Regions from separate parts of the Zea mays genome. Here all the other regions are linked to region 1. The links are chromatin contacts, called in public Hi-C maps. All regions are on one chromosome and are shown on one strand. The core of a region is the stretch at or near the end of the contact, and the rest is flanking DNA. Distances in the headings are between cores, read along the strand shown.

Region 1 (4,216 bases), core at 986-3,485:
CGGCGTGAAAGTGCACGATCCGAATTGTGCAATCTTATGTCCAATTTTTCTCTTCTGCTAGTGCAGACAGTATTACTTGGCGAAGACTTCCACCGAAGGCTGGCCGCCATACGAAGTCATTGCCCAGACGTACTTCGCCAGCGCCACCACGACGTTAGGTGTCAGCTGGTGAACCTGGACTTCGAACTTCTGCAGAACCTCCGACACAAAATGATGTGCAGGCAGACGAAGGCCAGCGATGAAAAATGCCTCAAAAACAACCAATTCGCCCTCGGGCTCGGGAACCTCCTCTGCCCCCGGGACACGCCCAACCCCGCCGCCGAAATATCCCAACTGTTGCATATCTTGCACGCGGACCGACGACATCCGCGAAACACCGAATTCCACCGTATCACCCGGTCGTAACTCTGCCGCCGCCACAGTGCTCGAGGTATCTTCGGACGACGCCTCGGCCGTCGGCGTGGTCGCAGCAGACGAGGAGGAAGACGACATGGCTACGTACCGTCGGTGGCGGCGTGCGGTCTGCTTCACGCGGGCCAGATCTCCGACGAACAGGAGCAAGGAGGGCAGCCGAGCAAGCGAGCAGTTTGAAAAGGAGGTTAGGGTTTTCGCGGCGCGCGGAAAGGTAAATTTCAACCTGCGCCGCCCCCACCCCCTTTTATACATAGGACACGACGCTTCGGGAAACCCGCAATCCAACAGTGCGGCGTCAATCAACGGTCATATCAAAAACCCCCGCGGAACCACTTTGAGCGAGGGCAGCGTCTCCACCATCTAGCGACGCCTTCGGCACCAGATGACTTAGTCGAACTGGTCCCTCGGAGGGCAAATGTTGGGGCGAAGGCGAAGACGCTACCCTTCGCTCGATGCCTTCGCCATTCTCGCTGCACCAACAGAGGCAAAACGACTAGCAGTCTCCACCCTTCGTCCAACACACCGTAGGACGAAGGCCTACGACGAGGTCGCCCCATCCCACGCCCTTGTCCAACACGAAGGCCCACGTGCAATTCGGCCCATTGTAACAGGCCCCGCGTGGCCGCTGCGCATTACGAGCCTAATTTGTAAAGGCTTCTCTGTAATTACAGTCTGTAACCCTGCTTTATAGGAATATTCTGGGGATAACCTGGGCGCGTGAGTGCACATGCGTCCTTAATCCAAGACGCTGGGCACTCAGGCACCTATAAATACCCTCGCACAGTGCCCTTGAGAGGCGAGATGAACAGAGCAATTGCCTTCCTGAGCTAAAACCTCATTTGCATTACTTTCACTCCCCCGTTGGATCATCTTGCTCGGAAGAGTAAGTTCCAACAACCCGAACAAAATCCGACCCGCTGTCATCCCTAGAGAGGGGTGGAGAGGGGAACAGGGCGTACTGCTTAAGGAGGGTCTTGATCTTCCGAGACTTCTGCTCGACCGGGGTATGCCGCTGGCGAAGCCATCCCGCCGGCGGCGGCAACACGGAGGGACTGCTACAGAAAGGAGGGGCGTCACACGTCCGTGGACGATTGGATCAGACGCGATTCATAATCAGAGGGTGAATCGATCGCGCAACGACCTCCACGTCTACCGTAGGGAACGGCGACGACGATGTCGAAGAGAATGTAGAATAAAAGAAGCACGAGAGAAATCACAGGAGAGGCGAGGCAAGCTCCGAATCTAAGACTATCTCCAGCAGCTTACCTATACTCATATCTATATTCAAACTCCACTCTGCGAATAGTACAATCTACCGTGCAGAACTGTGCAAAACATTGTTTTTGGGTAAACTTTAGGTAAACTACTGCATATGGACTAATGCAACGATCTGCGAGCGATTAGTTGCGCGAGGTGAAGCTGTCTGAGCGTTTGCGCACAGAGGGGAGGCAGGAGCACGAGATAGATAGATAGTAGAGATTGAGAAATTTGTAATTTTGCTACTCTCAGTTTTGACTTCCTATTATTATGCCATATCGTGTTTATGATTGGTGGGATTATCTGTGTTTATTATTTGTGAATCTGATGACATATTGTCGAAGCCTATAAATGATAATGGCAAAATGGCTGTAGAGATTAAAAAAACAAATGTTGTACACTACGAATGCCAATGCCCGTGTGCATGTTGTTGTCTGGAATCGATAGACACCTGTGATGTGCCTGTGCCCGGTAAAATTTGTGGAACCGTGTGCTCGTTGGCCAAAGCAAACTTGCAGAAAATGAGCAGCAGATTATGGGCTGCGCAGGCTCTAACCCGGCCCAGAAACTTCCCCGCCTCCCCCGCGCTCTTCTTTGTTGCTGTTGTTGTTGTTGGGCAAATCAGTAGGGTTTTTGGTTTCGCCGGTCTTCGCTTCGCTGCCGCCATGGCGTCTCCTCCCGAGCGTGAGGTCGCCGCACTCGAGAGCTGCTTCCGTGCCCTCTCCGCGGCTGACGCCGTCCCAGCGGTTGTCGACTGCGTCCTCGCTTCCTCCGCCTCGTCCTCCCCTTCCCAACTCTTCCACGCGCTCCTCCGTTCCTTTCCTCCCTCCCAGGTTGTTTGATTGTTGGCTTGCTGCAGCTGCTTTCGCTTCCACTTCAACTAACATCAGTTGATTGCTCTCTTCTTCCCAGCGGGAGCAGGGTCTCCAAGCCCAGTCTGACCGTCATGCCGCCATCTGCCACGCCGCGGCGCTCCGCCATTTGCTCGCGCAACTCGGTCGCAACCCCTCACTAGTCCCTTGCATCCTCTTCCTCTCTGGTTAACCACAATGCCTAATTTATCGCTTTGTTTCGGCTTTCAGACAGCCCCCCTAAGGTTAGGGAGGCTCTGCGCTTGCTGCTGTGGAGGGTCTTCCTGCCCTTGCTCCAGGATATCATTGAACCCACTCATCCTGCCCACTTTGACCTGGTGCCTGCTCCTCCCCACTTAACTTATTTTGCCTTGTGTAGCCCCCCCCATTTGCTTATGTATGCATATATGTACCCTGGGTTCGCCCTGGTGTCTCAGGTAATCGAGATGATGTGCAATGCAGTCTCTGACACTGGATGCTGGGACCTGCTTGGAGCTACAATAGTATCATTCTGCATTCGGTCATCTGTTGTTGCCATGGGTTTGTCCGCCGCAGACGCCAACTCTATACTTTACCAAAGTATAATGGAAGCGGATTTTCCTGCGGAGACTCTCTCATGCCTACTACCGCTCTCCAATTCAAGCAGTGTGTTAGCATCATTGCTGGTGGACATGCTGGAGAGGCGAAGGACTATACCTACCTCCCAGGAAGGTGCTGCTGATCTAGCTGCATTGGTTCAGAATTTGACATGGGACCTTGCCAAGTTGGTACTCAAGATGTTTACACATGCTCAAGAGTATCGGTCTTGTGCCACTCGGGTCCTTCTTCAGCCTGTACTCATATCGCTTACAGATGTTTCTTCTGTCACTGTATCGTTTGGTGCAGTCCAGCATAAGCTATCGAGGTTGCTTAGAGTCCATTTCTTTGGCAACTATGCAGTTGTTAACTCAAATTGCTCCAACTCAAGTTATCTCTTGCCTGCAGGTTTGGTTTCCTAGAATGTATATGGAATTCCTGTATTTCTCTATTTCCTTTGGGGCCTGGTGAGCGGCTTGATGCATACAGAATACTCTCTGTATACTTCTCAACACTGAAATCAGGACATCAAGCCGCTGTCTTGGGAGTTGGCATTGTCCAGGAATTTGACCTTAAGAATGTCAGTGAATTCTGGGATGAACTGCGCAGGGGACTGGTGAGCCTTTCCACTGCGCACCATTTTTCATAGTTGCATGTACTCAAATTTGGAATTTGTGCTAGAACGTTGCTGGTCATTGTTATGTTGCAGTGACATCTGTACCTTTCTATACACCAGGTTGACAAGGATTCTTTAGTAAGGAAACAGGCCTTCTATGTCTTGACAATATCACTTAGCATCTTTACCTCTTCATCTGGAAATGATAGCTGCCAGCATTTTTCCAGTAGGAGCCCAGCTGCTTTGCCTGCTCAAATCAAAGCAAATGCTGGGGAAACAAAAAGGGAAAGGTGGGCTAACAAAGAAGCCAAGTCCCTTGGTGTTGGAGAGATGGACCAATCAGGTGAAAATTGCTCAAATGGTCAAGATCGGTGGAAGGTCTTTTTGTTACTCTATGAGATGCTCCAGGAGTATGGCACACATTTAGTTGAAGCAGCTTGGACACACCATGTTAGTTGGTTTCATCATGTTTCTCTTATCAAAAGCTATGAACAATATGTTA
Region 2 (4,216 bases), core at 990-3,489, 310 kb before region 1:
TCATATACTATGAAACTATATTACATGACAAATTTAATTGTACTAATAATCAATTAATTATTCAAGAAAATGACCAAACTAGTTATTCAGCACTATGAAGCTAAGCATTTGTAAGCATCATCATTGGTACATCGAAACTGATTAGCTAAACACCAGGTTATCCTCGAGCCACCTCTACCATTGAGAACAACCTACAAATGTGATTACTATGGCCTGTAAAGTATGCATTACCAGTATACTGACCAGTATGATAAGCAAACTCAAAAGTACATCCATAAGAATAATAGAGTAGCATGTCATGTCAACGAAACTACATAAAAGGTGCATTCCTCGTTATACTCACAGTTGGGATTTTGAGGTAGCCACTAGGTGCAAGATGTTCCTGTAATTCACCATGCCTCAAGTTATCGCGTGATTTTTTTTTAAAAAAAAATAATAAAGTGTTTACCATGACAAAAAAATCAAGTTCGATTTAAGCCAATGCATTCAAACCTGCACATAGTCTGAGTAGATCTCCAATTTGATCAGAGCATCAACAATAATGCAAAAAAATCCAGACTGCATATATAATATACAGATATCAACTGAATCATACAGGCTGCCATAGAATATGCGGATGTTAAAAGACAAGTACATTTAAACAATAATGGTGTTAGTCTCAGCCAATATATTTTCCTTAATTTTTACTAAGTGTATAAGTCATCAAACAAATGCATGAAAGCATATTTAACCATCTATTATACTACACAAACTTGTCACCATATCATCGAATTATTAGTCAAAACATGGCATTAAAAAACCACATAGTGATTGGAAATAATGACTGATGAGATTAACTTACACCACAAAGAGGCACTGAAGCGGTACCAGCATGAGGACCTCCTAGAGAGATGAAATTCTTGACCTGCCAGGTGCGATCTGGATCATAACTTATTGCATAGAAAACCAGTACCAATTAAAGTGCATACAAGACAGACTAAGAACCATCCCAGCTGGCCAAGATTACATATATTGGGTTGGTAGTTTATTACTAATTTGATATTTCTAATTTAGGAAAACTCACCGGCGGTCCATCATCACAGTACTCAACCACTGCTCGACCAATCAAGTTCCCCTATGAGGACACAAAGATGAGGCAGGGTTTTAGTATAGTAGCTGCATGACCTGCATCAACTACAGAACAAATTAAACAAAAAAAAAGTAATAAAGGTTTAGCTAATAAATCATTCCCTCCCTCCCTCCCTCCCTCTTCGGTGAACAGAGGAAGTATCTCAAAGAGTTATTGTAATATGTAAAGCAAAACGAAGCACAGCAGAATGAAGGTAGCGAAATTCCTACGAGCATGAAAAAACAGCCTGCATTTTTAAGACTATGGCAAAGGACAACAAGAGGATGTAGTAGTAGAGGTCATATGAGATAGCTTGGGTACTTAAAAACCGTGAACAGGACAGCAGCACATGAGCATACCTGAGACAGACCAACTATGTTGTAGCCACCTCTCAGTTGTTTCATTTCCTTGACCTGGAAAAAAAATCAAAAGTGGCAGAGTGTAGTTTTGAACAACTCATCAAACAGCGCAAATCGGTTGGGGTGGTGACCTTGTTGCAGATTATATCAGCCTGCGGACATGATCAAATGTGTTACTGAACCAACCTATGAACATTTAATTTATAACAAGGATGAAAAGAATGTGTAGAGGATCGATGAAGACCTGTTGTTGAAGAGGCATGACCCAAGAGTCCCATGTTCCTCTGCCAATCTCTCTGGGGAAAGCAAAGCAGTTATTCCATAATAGAGCAAGGATGGCGGCAATCAGAGCGGCCAGGTAACGGGATGAGGATGAGGAGATGGAGTTGGCGAGTACAGGCAGTAGCCGTCGGAGCCGGACCAATCGGCGAGAAGTTTAGTGAACTTGGCAACGCCATGGTTGACGCACTGGTCCCCAATCCCTGCCACGGTTCCAGTTTCAATCCGTCAGCAGGATAGATAGAATCATATAATATCCACTATTATCCAGCTTGTTGCTGCCTGGGAGAGGAGAGGAGAGGAGAATCCTACCGTGCAGGACGATGAAAGGCAGGGCGGAGGTCTGTACCGCCGCAGCGAGGAGGGGGACGAGGACGAGGGCGGCGGTAGCTGTTCTCCGCATCACGAATTTTCACAGGGGGGGGCGGGGGCGACGTCGGATTCCTATTCTAGTTAGCAGCTTGCAAGGCAGCACGCTGGCGAGAACTTCCCCTTTTCCTTTCCCCAAGGGAAGACGACACGCGGCAAGGGAGACGGAGAACAACACGAGGAGGTAGGTGGGTCCACGTGTCAGTGGCCGTCAAGCTATCCTCGCGAGTCAGATTTTCGAGCTTGTTGAATCAACGAGCAGCCGAGCCGCTTTGGCTCGCGAGCTGCACAAAATTAATCAACCTATATAATAATGATGAATATTGAATAATTTTATAGATATTTGACTTGTTTTTAGTCTTTAATGATGGATATATAACAAGTATAATTTAGATTATTTATAATGTTGTGTTATGATTATTTATTTTACATTTATAGACTATTAATTCACTATATAATGCAATATTAGTTTCAAGGTGCAGCTCGCGAGTCGAGCCTCCTTTTACAGCTCGGTGAGTAGACGAGCCGAGCAGCTCGGCTCGTTTTCGACCCTATCTCAACAATGTTCTCTAAATTTCGTTCCATAAAAAAATATTTTGTCTTTTACGACACACTCTAAAAGATTTTGTTCTCTATATCTTCTTCATTTCCAGCATTATCCCCTAAAATCGGTCCTATGTACCTGATTTTACAATATACATCGTTTCTACAAAATTGTTCGTATATTACGAAATTAAAATATGCTACATAATATATATTCATTTTATGGTGAAATTACTCTTCTTCATATTTAGCCAAATAAGTTACCAGACATTTGTACTGTAAATATTTTCCTTATCGAACACGCAATCGAAATTGAATTATGGACTGGTGAAAATAATTACATTATGTAATCGACATTGGTAATATTTCTTTTCCGAAGAAAATGCTATCTAAGTATGTTTTGTAACATAAACTCTTATTGGACAAAAAAAACATAGTTGATCTCTATTTTGCTTTGGAGACATTTCGTCGAACAGGAGAGTTGTTGTCTTCATATCGGTGGTCGAGCGCCATGGTTCGTCGGAGAAGGAGCGCAGGAGTACGTCCGCCGGAGGAGGCAACAACATAGAAGGGCGTGATGTCGTCGTTGTCTGCCAGTGTCCGCTGGGCCGAAGGTGGAGCACGGGCAGTCGCCGCCCTGCGCACGGTGGTGGCCGACGTCGAACGCCGCGGCCACCATGGTGGTTCGAGCGGTTCGTCGAAGGAGCGCAGGAGGATGTGTAGCGGCAGCATCAGTGCGAGCAGAGGAAGTTCGCTGCCGTGCGCACGGCGGTGCCCGGCGTCGAACGCCGCGGAGCTGGTGGCGAAGCTGCGTCGGCTCGGCGATTCCGCCCGAGAGATGCTCACTCAGATCCGTAGACAGTCCTATATGCGGCCGACGGCGTGACGAATAAATTTACCGTCGGAGAAAAGTCAAAGGCGACGCGATAGCGGGCGATGGAGAAACCGTCCGGAGGCCTCCGCTAAATTTACCGGAGCTGATACGGATCATTGTTGTAGGGGTTACGAACAGCCTAAAATCCAGAAAAAGGTTTTCTGGATTATCATCCACGTGTAAAGCCAAACTATCTATTCATAACTTTTAAACACTATCTTACGTAATATAGCTTGTATTGTAATTGATAGCTGAAATCAGCGGCATGCATAAATAAATGGCTTTTTAAACTATGTGTGTGTTACTGAACGGGAACGGTATTCGCTCCAGTAGAGGATAGGTTACGTGCGAGTCCATGCCTGAGTTCAGATCACAAATAATATATCTGGAAAACCATTTCAAACTCTGTCAATAATTTTTGTACAGAAGAAATCACTTATACACACCATCATCGTTTCAAAGGAAAGGTCACGTGAGATGACTAGCCAAACCCTCTACTTACTCAGACAATATGCCACACTACAAACACCGGCGCACACAAACAACCATGACATGCTGGTTAACTTGGCCTTCGCCACATGATAATACCACAACAAAGTATGATCACATTAACACTATAGGCAGCTATATCAACCTCAACAACTGATAATAGCAACAATATCAAACAATCCTTCATCACCCCAG
Region 3 (4,216 bases), core at 555-3,054, 290 kb before region 1:
GAGACTAAGAAAAGAGACACTGGTTGCTGAAGACTAACCTTCTGAAAGTGGCCAACATGAGTGGTTGACTCAACCAGATGAGCTGCTTTTCCGAAGAAAGTATGGATTCCAGTGGCAATAACAACTGCTTCTATTTCACCTTGCTTACAGGTTGAACCAGAGTAGATCCCGTCACCAGGTTGTTTGGTTACAGGTAGCGATTCTCCCGTAAGTGCAGACTGCAAAGTATAATCCCTTATGTGTTTTAGTGTCTCATGTAATTTTCATATCAGAATATTTTTTTTTCCGCTCTACCAAGAACACTATGATTGAGACACAAGAAAGACCTGGTCAATTTTCAGCGGATCTCCCTCGAGAAGACGCGCATCTGCCGGAATGATGTCTCCAAGTTTAATGCTGATTATGTCACCGGGCACCAACAAAGATGCGTCCATTTCACTCCAGGTTCCATCACGTAAAACCTAGAAAATGAGTGTAACATGATGAAAAGCAGTATTGAGAAGAAAAAGGAGTGGTAAGTAGGGTGTGGGGCTTACCTTGGATTTTGGTGCGAGGCGGGCCATAAGCGCAGCAGCAGCATTCCCGGCATTGTTTTCCTCTATGAAGCTAATGGTGGAATTGATAATGAGCAGTAACATAATTCCGACAAAGTCATGGTAGTCTATCCCCATTGGCTGCGTGAAGATAGATATAGATGATTACTTAGGATGCATAGTGGGGAAAGAGGGACTGTGAATTGTCTGTGTCTGGTGAATGAGTGTGTGGGATGGATGATTACCTTTCCCCTAACATCTCTGCCGCCATGAGCAAGGGCGATAGCCATTATGGCTGCTGCCTCCATGACCCAGGAAAGGGGGTTCCACATGAAGCCCAGGAACTTGAGCACTTTGCTTTCCTGCATAGTGAATTAGTGACTACTGATTAGTTGGTCAGCGGTGGTGTCAGTCTAAGTGAACGAAAGAAGGTTGACTAGCTAGACGGATGCCATGTCATGTTAGCAGAGCAGCTAGGCACCTGCTTCTCTTCCAGCTTGTTGTAGCCAAAGGCGTCGATCCTATCCTGGGCAGCGGCGGAGGTTAGGCCGTCGCGGGTGCATTTGAGATGCTCGAAGACCTCCTCCACAGGGACATGCTCCTGTGACGGCGAATGACATTGGTACCATCATCGCCATCGGTAGTAAATTTGAACTTTGAAAAGCAAATTAAAGGAGTGGGAATGGAACGGAGCTGTGCGAAGTGAAACGAACCAGGTCGACGGTTTCGTTGGTGATAGCGTCCATGCCGAGGGCATTGGCGTTGGCGTCCATGGTGGGGAGATCGATGGAGGTAAGCTAATCGGAGCCGGAGGGGCATATAAGGAGGCGCAGCTAGATGGCGACGATGGGCATACGCACCTCCGCCTCCGACTGCGCGTCCACCTCCTCTTTGGGCCGCCAACACCAACGGCCATCGGGCTTGGCTCCATCGATGTGGATTTGGCCTTGTCTGCATCCTAGGTCTCGCCGTCGGCGGTGCCTTCTCGCTCTCGCCGCCTCCCCCTCGGTCTCTTTCTTTCATGCGCCGTCCCCCTCGACTCCCTCACCTGTCCCCTCGGATAAGCTACGCAGCACAGCACAGCACAGCAGTGGGGATCGATGAAGCAAAGAGTGGATGGATGGGAGAGGAAGATGCGTAGGGTACGGACGGGCTGGGGTTCGACAGTAGTACAACCAGCAAATCAAATCTCTCCAACCTTCCAACCAATTGCAATTGATGGAGAGGACGGACGGACGGACGCAAGGAAGACGACGACGGTGACGTGGCGGTCAACGAACCGGCTGGCAATGGATTAATAATCGTCATCGCAATCATCACCGCCACACTTAGCTGACTGCTGTGTTTACAGCCCACAAACAATTGATGTCTGTATATATATTAGAAAACGTATATAGACAACACAAACAAACATATTATATAGTGGTTTGTCTATTTATATTGTCTACATAGTTTAAAATTTGTGAAGGATAACACAAACTGTCATTATATATCACTTATAATATTGACCTGGACAACCGTGGCTTCTGGTGGTGCTGCTAGTTGTGAGCACGAGCCCGTGCTCATCGCTTCATCAGACGACGAAACAAACGGAGGTGTTTTCGTAAAAAAGGCTTGAATAAATACGACTGGTACATACACTGTGTCTGTATGTGCCCTTAATAGTCATTTTGATCATTAATTTAACTAATTTGCTCTCTAACCATATTACAAAGATATATACACTTCTCCAATATTTTATTAAATTGTAAGATAATTTTAGACAATACTCTTGTAGGACCAACTAGTTCAAATATATTATTACTTTTGTGATTAATATACTAAGGTTTTAGCAAGCAGATCGTGCATATGACCGTGAAAAAAATGTCGCCTTGTAGATTGTATTGTACTGTTTACATAGTGAACTTTGAAATAGAAGATTGGATAAGTAAGGTTGCTTGAAATGGCCTAAGGGATGTTTGGTTGCTCGAACTAAATTTTAGTCTTCGGATGTTTGAATGTCACTTCGAGTATTAAATATAATTAATGAGTCGAGGGTACAGAAGTGTACCACCGATAAAATTTGGTAGGAGACTTTGGCGTGTTGGCCTTCTACTTACCACATACGTTGGATCCAACATGGTTGTGAGAGTACCTAGAGGGGGTGAATATGTAATCCTGTAAAAACAGCTCAACAAAAACAAACCTGGTCTAAAGTGGATTAGTAAAATCAAAACTAAGTTCGGATAAAAAGCGAGAGAAGAAAGAACTTCTTCACTTAATTGCTCTCACATAATGGGTGTTAAACTTAGAGCAATATTATAAGTGAAGAGGCGTGCTAGAAAGAATAGAATCGTGGTAAAGTGAAACAGATAGGTGACACGATGATTTTTATCCCGTGGTTCGGTCAAGTGTAAAAGGCTTGCCTACTTCACGTTGTGGCGTCCCAATGGACGAGGGTTGCACTCAACCCCTCACAAGTGATCCAAATATCAACTTAAATACCACGGTTTTCTTTCTTATCTCAGTTTACCCCATTGTGAGGAATCTTCACAATTTGGAGTCTCTCACGCCTTACACAATTTGATCTCAAATAAACTCAAGAGTAAGGTGGAGTAGAAACACACACAAGAGACAAAAATCACAATAACACACGCTCACAAGTCGAGAGAGGAGCACAAGAAATAATCTGACGGAATTACAACTCAAACCCTTGCTCAAATCTCAATCTATCAACGCTCTAGCGTGATCACACTGTCTCGATGTCTTAGGATGTTCAAAGGATGCTTGGTTTTGTGCTCCATGCGCCTAGGGGTCCCTTTTATAGCCCCAAGAGACCTAGGAGCCGTTGGAGCTCCATTTAGTAGGCTATGGTTATCTGTCTGCGGGTGCACCAGACTGTTCGGTGCACACCGGACAGTGAACATTGCAACTAGGGTTGGAAATGAGACGATCCGAGCCAGCCAGGCTCCGCTCGGTGCGACTCGGAAGTGAAACGGCTCGATCCTAGCTCGGCTCGGCTCCGGCTCGAGCTAGCTCGTGAGCTTGTTCCGACTGAGATCACACGAGCTGCCAGGCAAGCAGTTTCGTGCAAGCCAGGAGCAGAAAGTTCATTCACCCGGAGGATCCCGTTGTCCACCTCGTCCACGGAGAAATGGACACGGATTACAAGGAAAAAAGAAACAAATGAGATGAAGGCCCGTCAAGCTGCCCTTCTAGTACCTCCGCCCTCAAAGGAGAACAGAAAGAAGCTTGTCATCAGGACAACTCCATTCTACCCCGATGTCCTCTTCATCGGGGGGGGGAGTGTAATTGTCCCCCATCTCCGACGACGAACCAACTGTGCCTGGGGAAGAACCTCCTCAGCGGGAAGCTCGCCGACGAAGGAACCGACGCCGTAACGTCCGGCGACATCATGAAGCCGGAGAACGAGACCCAGCACAGCCTGTATCACGAGACGAGATCTCGGAGGTGGGAGAAACTCTAGATGAACGAGTCTTCAGTGAAAGGAGGAATTCCCGCCGACGCGATCGTCGGCAAGTTCAAGAACAAGCCAAGCAGGAGTCGAGACAGCGTCGAGAGAACCCTCTCTTCGGATGAAACCTGAACCCCGACTTCGCCCGAGCAATGTACACACCGAGCGAGGTCGGTGGAGTGTTGGCTCGGATAGCCGATGGCCTCCCCCGGACTCCAGATGCCAAGGG

Evidence for each region. A called contact is a pair of places that touch in the nucleus more often than the background predicts.
Region 2: a contact with region 1 is called in a Hi-C map of ear, with 2.0 times the contacts expected there. The contact joins the promoter of LOC100193420 here to the promoter of LOC100278565 in region 1. A contact is called at or near these places in 2 of 25 Hi-C or Micro-C datasets (ear and tassel) and 1 of 3 datasets of contacts at active chromatin or transcription factors (leaf).
Region 3: a contact with region 1 is called in a Hi-C map of leaf, with 6 times the contacts expected there. The contact joins the promoter of LOC100383860 here to the promoter of LOC100278565 in region 1. A contact is called at or near these places in 10 of 25 Hi-C or Micro-C datasets (bundle sheath, ear, endosperm and 4 more) and 2 of 3 datasets of contacts at active chromatin or transcription factors (leaf and seedling).

Annotation. Positions count from the first base shown.
Region 1 is chr1:705,979-710,194 of Zm-B73-REFERENCE-NAM-5.0, reverse strand. It overlaps LOC100278565, which reads left to right and starts at 2,235. Exons shown (of 34, transcript NM_001350000.1): 1 at 2,235-2,504; 2 at 2,584-2,668; 3 at 2,754-2,860; 4 at 2,960-3,426; 5 at 3,507-3,714; 6 at 3,835-4,164. The coding sequence starts at 2,337.
Region 2 is chr1:1,020,523-1,024,738 of Zm-B73-REFERENCE-NAM-5.0, reverse strand. LOC100193420 reads right to left here and starts at 2,239. Exons shown (of 12, transcript NM_001245917.1): 1 at 2,059-2,239; 2 at 1,865-1,949; 3 at 1,712-1,763; 4 at 1,599-1,619; 5 at 1,468-1,521; 6 at 1,064-1,114; 7 at 842-904; 8 at 493-558; 9 at 344-382. The coding sequence starts at 2,149. It overlaps LOC100216975, which reads right to left. Exons shown (of 4, transcript NM_001143355.1): 4 at 3,916-4,216.
Region 3 is chr1:1,000,494-1,004,709 of Zm-B73-REFERENCE-NAM-5.0, reverse strand. LOC100383860 reads right to left here and starts at 1,804. Exons shown (of 19, transcript NM_001362173.1): 1 at 1,247-1,804; 2 at 1,015-1,134; 3 at 779-895; 4 at 537-674; 5 at 327-461; 6 at 39-218. The coding sequence starts at 1,306.